2 separate regions of the Ovis aries genome follow, and region 2 is linked to region 1. Evidence: chromatin contacts called from public Hi-C data. All regions are on one chromosome and are shown on one strand. Each heading gives the region's core, a stretch centred on a gene start, on an enhancer-like site or on the middle of the called end of the contact. The rest is flanking DNA. Distances are from core to core; before and after follow the strand shown.

Region 1 (3,459 bases), core at 664-3,163:
TTTCATCTTTCATTTCTGAATCGTACAAAATTTCTCCATCTTCTAGATTTTCACGACATTCTTTTATATTTTTCTCTTTGGGAACTGAACAGATTTCATATTTATTTACTGTCAGGGCCATTTCCCCCTGAATTTTTACCTGCAGGGCCACTAGCCTGAGGATCACAAAGTGATGTGGTAATTTCAAGTCAGAGGTACAAGTTCAGTCCACTAATGAATGGATCACTTATATGTCCACTAACTCCCCACTAAGAATTTGGACCTCAGATTTGGAAGAACCAAAAGTGATGGGAAACATAAACCCACAGAAGGGTTTGCCTAAAGAATGATGATGAAGAGAGGCCAATGGTCCTTCTCTTTGGTTTCCAGACTCATGTATTCTACCTATTGGGTCAACATAAATCAGTTATTTGTTCAGTCTATATCCCACTCTCTGCAAAGTGTTGACCCTGAGCACCACAGCAGCATTTTCTACACCTATCCTTTCAGCCTCACATTCCATTGTTTATCGAGAGTGATGCATTTTGCTTCCTAACCTTTTCTCACACTTGAACCCAGTACTACTGCCTGATTTCAGGTCATTATCACCTACCTGAATTTTGCACTGCTTCCTAGGTGGTGCTTTTCCATCTTGTCTCATCTATTTTCAGTGGTGGCAATCGTAATCCAAATGAAATACCCTCACTTCCAACTTACTTCCAGATCTTCATTTGTCATCCTTCCAATCCCTATTGACGTTTCACTGAATTACTCATTATCCCACCCACAGATTCAGCTGGCTCTTCAAGCTTGACCGCTGGCATTGCTTTCTGCTTACTCTGGATGCGTTCGTTTGCTGTGTTTCGAAACCTCCCTCTGTCTACACTGTCTCACGTTATCCTGGTCTGGTCTATCCTGGACAAGGACCATAAGTCTGGACTAGAGTAGGGTGGACTGTTCTCTTGCCATGTGTGCCCTCGCCTGCCAGGAGGGATCTAGACACTTCTTGCCACTGAAGTAAGTGGCTGTTCCTTTATGCCAGGGATGTTTTGTACATGCCATCCCCTACATCGAAATGTCCTTCCCTTCTTCCTACTAGCAGGATCACTATTCAAGAATCAGTTCATATATTACTTTCTATAGTAAGCCTCCCATAGGTGTAATAAAAAATATTCAGCCAGTTCTGTAATTGACACTTAGCAGAAATAGGATACTTGTCACATTAATAATAATAACGCAAAAATAACACAAAAGCACACTGGTTATTAAATGCTTACTACAGGCTGTTCTCTGTGTTCGTCACAGGTGTTGCACTGGCCTGTGTGACTCAGTCAGCATCCAAACTGTGGGCTTCCTAAGCAGAATCTGTTCTCTTCCCGTTCAGTGTCTAACATATAGTCTAATTCAAGGCGTCATGATTGGTGTTCATAAACAATTTCTGAACTGAATTAAATTAAATCATTGGGACACATTCAGTGTACCATCCCTTTTTCTACATGGATCACAAAACAGTAATTCTTTCATATTATGTCACTTAACACATTACAATTTCAAACTTAATTCTTGCCTAAGAGTCTTTCTTCCGAACACTGGCTTCAATATTGCATAAGTTTTGTTTGCCCTGATGGCAGGGTTTTGTCTCCACAATAACAGCTTCCAGGACAGCAGAAAGGACTTTAAAACTTGTTATTCCAGTAGAGACTGGTGGAGGTGAAGACAGAGGAGAGCAGGAAAAAGTCCCATCGTGTTTGGCACATGGAGTGTTTGCTGTACTTTCTGCAGTGTGTGCCAGTGCCTCTGTTTAACTGAGTTAAGGATTAACATATTGAACAAGCAAAGAATTGCTCAACCTCCTGGGTACATGGGTCTTGTTCCGTGTGTGACAGGTAAGCCTATTATTTGAGCATGAACTGTACCTGCTGGGAAGTCTCTGTATGTCCTGTGCATGAAGTCTTTGCTGCTCACCCAGAGTGAAAACATTTAGTAGTCTGCTCATGGGAATCAGAGTCTGCCTTGCCTCCAGGCATAGAAGCCTGAAACAAATTAAGTTTCCATCTCTCCCCTGGCTATTTGGGTTTGAGCAATCTTGAAAGCAGCCTAGTAAACAGGCTGACAAGACTCCACTTGAGTTGCAACCCTATTTATAATCTAAAGCCAAGGACTTTGTGGAATCCCAGACCAGGCTGGGGCACGTTAGATGGGTAATAAAGAATCAAAGAACTGCAATTTAGAGGTAGGGGTTGGGCACAACAGTGCTGTTGAATGAAAACGGATGCAATTGTCAACATGTCTCCCTGTGAGAAGGAGGTCAGAAAACTGCCGAGTGATCAGAAAGTGATCTGTGTCAGAGCAGAGTGGCCAAGGGCTTATGCCAATGAAAGATCTAAGCCAATGTGGAAAGCACGTTTTTAACAAGTAAGTAGTGCTATTTAAGGAGACCAATTGCAAAAGCAGTCTCATTGCCAATGGGAGAGGGCTCGTCAATCATACAACACATATTTGCCACCCGGCCTTGGAGCTGACACTATTACATGCTATGCAATGGTAAGCAACAACCCCTGTCCTGGGGCACCAAAATTTTTAAATAGGACACTAACAACAACAAAAGGAACATAAAGAGATTTTTTTTAAACCTACAATTTGTAATAAAGGCCTGAAAGAAACAAGCAAACAGAAGGTGCTGTTCTGCTTCTATTCATAGGGTCACTTGGGTAAAGTATACAAAGATATTCAGATCTATCTCTGTGCATGCCCTCCCCACAAAAAAACTCCTAATACACATACACCACAGCCTAATCCTCATGACATGTCATGTACAGTCTGCTCCAGCTATACGTTTTGACTGTTCTGGACATTTAATCATTCAACATGGGAGACCAGAGAGTCTGAATTTTATTTATGAAGAATACAACTCCCTATTGAGATATAGCTGTAAGCTTAGAGTTCAGAGGTTTAAATTGTTCAGATAAAGTTGATATAAATCACAGAAAGTAAATGACTGACCAGTTTTTCCATTTCATTCAGTCCAGGTAGCCATGGATCCTGATTGCTTAATATAGGTAATAGTTATAATATTAGCTTTACACAGATTGCAGTCACTTCTTAAAAGGACGAAAGAAAAAAATAGAGATGGAGAAAAAAAGAATGGCATGCTGCAGTTCATGGGGTAGCAAAGAATCAGACACGACTGAGTGACTGAACTGAACTGAACTGAATGAAACTGACACGAGGTTGTAAGAAACAAAATCATCATTAAAAGATAAAAACCGAATAATATCACATAGCAGACTCAATCCTTACTGACAGAATGCTCTAGATATTATTTTAATGAAATGTCATTTCTCTGAGGGACCATTCCTGCCCATCCTCTTATTCCAAACAAAATCCTAATAGAATCTGGATTTAGAAGTGCCTGGATTTTCAAGTACCTACCTGTGTGCTGCACATTCTGTGATTGTTCATAATGACATGAGATTGTAA
Region 2 (3,020 bases), core at 66-2,565, 230 kb after region 1:
AACAATTTCTTCACTGGTGTTTTAGAGAGAAGTCAGGGGTCCTCGGTTCTTCTTCTATTTTTGTATCTAGCTTAAGCATTCTTTGACCTCCGGTCTCGATGCAGCATTGCCAAGCACCAGAGCATGGACAACAATGCCTGATGCTCAAACACACTCCTTCTCTCCTGCTCCCTCCATTCGTCCCCATTCTCTTCCAAAACCCACTGTATGTGATCCCTTACTAAGGTCACAGCATCAAAACAGTGACTGGGATTCAGATAAAGCTGCAGAAAGTCACTAATCAGTTTTATCTATCGAGTAAGTAAACACCACTGAGAAAACCGAGAGCCTTGGTCCACTCTTCTGGATCTGAAATGAGGTCCTGAACCCGTAAACACACAAATGGAGAAAGTGCTTCTGTGTCTCACGGCTCCATCTGTCCAAGAGCCAGGACGTTCGATCACACACGTGTTTTCACAGGCCCCTGGCTTTCTCCTCTCATCCTTCTTTTGGCTGCCTCTCACGCCGTTTCTGGCAAACAACACGTTGGAGAGGCCTGGATAAGTTTCCATCCAGTCACTCCCCTTGGTTAATTATTAACAGCTCTGGCGAAAGTTGCTGGTGGAGCCGCTGGAAACAACTATTTGGAAAGAGCTTTTTCATTTAACCGTAGAGCTCATTCTTCTGGGGATTTCCAAAATCATGTGCTTCTTAGCTGAGGTAACACAGGCAAAGGTAAAACATCCAGCTAAGAAATGATGTCAAGTCCCTCTTCTGGGACTAATTAGCTGAGTAATCCCGGCCTAAGGAGGAAAGGTAGCTCACAAGGTGACACATTAGGAACGCAGACCGTGCTCTCTCATTAAAGGCCCATAACAACCCATCACCTACAGTGTTCACCTATTAGTATCTCCATTTACAAAGTTAGAGACACCGACCCAAGGTCCCAAAACTTTGCGTTAAAGCATACAGCCCCATGCATTTAATTTACCCGAGTGTCAGTTTCCTCGCCTAAGTAAGGCAAGATGGTTGAAGTGGTTGCTCTAATAATAAAGTCCTTCTAACTCTGTAAGCCCAGCAGGCAACGGACAATTTCTCTCTTAAAATTTCCACATACCTTCTCCCCTCTCAGCCTTAATTTCCTAGTAAGTTTTGTGGGCAAGTTAACAAAATGGTATTCCAAGCATAAGGATGCTAAAGCAGCCAATTCACCCACTAGTCGTCAATAGATCTCGGCCCCTTTTGCTCCTGAAGCTATTGCTTCACCCTTGTTTACATTGCTCAGTTCTGTCAGTTTAGAGCACATTAAAAAGCAGAACTGGGCTGGCTGGTTTACGTTGGTGGTGAACTTTGTGCCTCAACTGTATCGTAACCCCAGAGTTTACTCAACCCCACCTGGCAGCTCGGCTCCTTGAGATAAAGCAGGTTTTCTCTGGGGGAAACCAGTAGGGGTTTATCTTTTTCCTCTACTGCCGGCAGACAGCTGGTTGGGCATCTAAGAGACGATCACCTACCAGTGGAGGGTAATAAAACACACGTGCACACGCGCACGTACACACAAAACCAAACAGACAACAGAAAAAAAAAAAGATAAAAGAAATCTTTTACATCAGAGGAATGAAAATGAATACCTTGTTTGGGTAGCCTTGTTTCAGACCAAAGCAAGGTCTTCTTTTGGGAAACCATACTTTCTGTGTGTGTGTGTCTGTCTGTCTGTCTGCACGCAGATGCATGCGTGTGCTTTAGAATTATGTGAATGCCTGCATGGGACGGAGATGGGGAATTGTGAGTGAAAGAACAGCTAGCAAGAATCTAAAAGCAGTTCTTACTTGCTGAAGTACTATATGGTTTGGATCAATTTCTCATACTTGAAATGGAAAATTTCATTCCATTCATCTTTTCCAAAACCATACACAGTCGTTCCCTTGGAGAAAGTTACACTGCTAGTAACAAAGCAATATGCAATCTTATTTAGGAGAACATAAACACAAGACAGGTGGAAAAGAACAGCCTTTGCACTGGTGAGTTGTGACGGTGAGCAACAGGCAACGTTCACGCACAGCCCCGAAACTTCCGTATCGAAGTTCGGTACAGAAGAAGAAAATGGATTTTTCCACCTCCAGTCAATCCAAGTGTTATAAGCTGAATGGTTCTCTCCCAAAGATGTTGAGGTCCTAACCTCCAATACCTGTGAATGTAACCTTATTTGGAAACATGGGGCCGCAGATGATCACGTTAAGGTGAGGTCATGAGGTGGGGCCCTACTCCAATATGACTGTGCCCTCGTGAAAGAGGAGAAATGTGGATACAGAGACAAGGCGGCCCACAGGGCGACAGTTATGTGACTATGAAGGCAGAATTCAGGATGAAGCATGCCTAAGCCCAGGAAGACTATATATGACCAGCAAATCCTCAGAAACCAGGAGGCAGGAGGGGAACAGATTCTCTCACACAGCCTTTGCTGCTGTTGTTGTTTAGTTGCTAAATCATGTCCAACTCTGCGACCCCATGGACTGTGGCCCGCCAGGCTCTTCTGTCCATGGGATTTATTAGGCAAGAATACTGGAGTAAGTTGTCATTTCCTTCTCCAGGGGATCTTCCCAACCCGAGGATCAAACCAGCATCTCCTGCATTGGCAGGCAGATTCTTTACTCAGCCACCGGAGAAGCCCCACCGCTCTTAGAAGAAGTCAACCCTGTTGGCACCTTCAGCTTGGACTCTAGTCTCCAGGTCTGTTGTTTAAACCAACTACTCTCTTATGGCAGTCCTAGCAAATAAATACACTTGGATTTTCTCAAGGTCACCTCCTGCAACCACACATCTTTCCTCTCACTCCTTTATTCACATGGCATCTTCAAAGGATAGAGAAATATTTGAGAATAGGTTTTCCCTCCATCTTCTCCTCCTCCTTGAACCCTGCTGCTGCTGCTAAGTCGCTTCAGTCATGTCCGACCCTGTGCGACCGCAAAAACGGCAGCCCACCAGGCTCCCCCATCCCTGGGATTCTCCAGGCAAGAATACTGGAGTGGGTTGCCATTTCC

Evidence for each region. A called contact is a pair of places that touch in the nucleus more often than the background predicts.
Region 2: a contact with region 1 is called in a Hi-C map of liver, with 7 times the contacts expected there. The contact joins two enhancer-like sites. A contact is called at or near these places in 3 of 16 Hi-C or Micro-C datasets (liver, mixed tissues and retroperitoneal adipose tissue).

Annotation. Positions count from the first base shown.
Region 1 is chr3:128,235,333-128,238,791 of ARS-UI_Ramb_v3.0, forward strand. No RefSeq gene overlaps it. Among named protein-coding and RNA genes, the nearest start is that of BTG1, 300 kb to the right of the region's middle. Within about 2 kb of position 1,914, at least 25 of the 54 cell types and tissues checked have an H3K27ac peak or open chromatin away from gene starts, as enhancers often do. A contact at or near this core is called in liver, where this site is marked.
Region 2 is chr3:128,469,271-128,472,290 of ARS-UI_Ramb_v3.0, forward strand. It overlaps LOC121819090 (a long non-coding RNA gene), which reads right to left. Exons shown (of 5, transcript XR_009600206.1): 4 at 1-3,020. Among named protein-coding and RNA genes, the nearest start is that of BTG1, 68 kb to the right of the region's middle. Within about 2 kb of position 1,316, at least 19 of the 54 cell types and tissues checked have an H3K27ac peak or open chromatin away from gene starts, as enhancers often do. A contact at or near this core is called in liver, where this site is marked.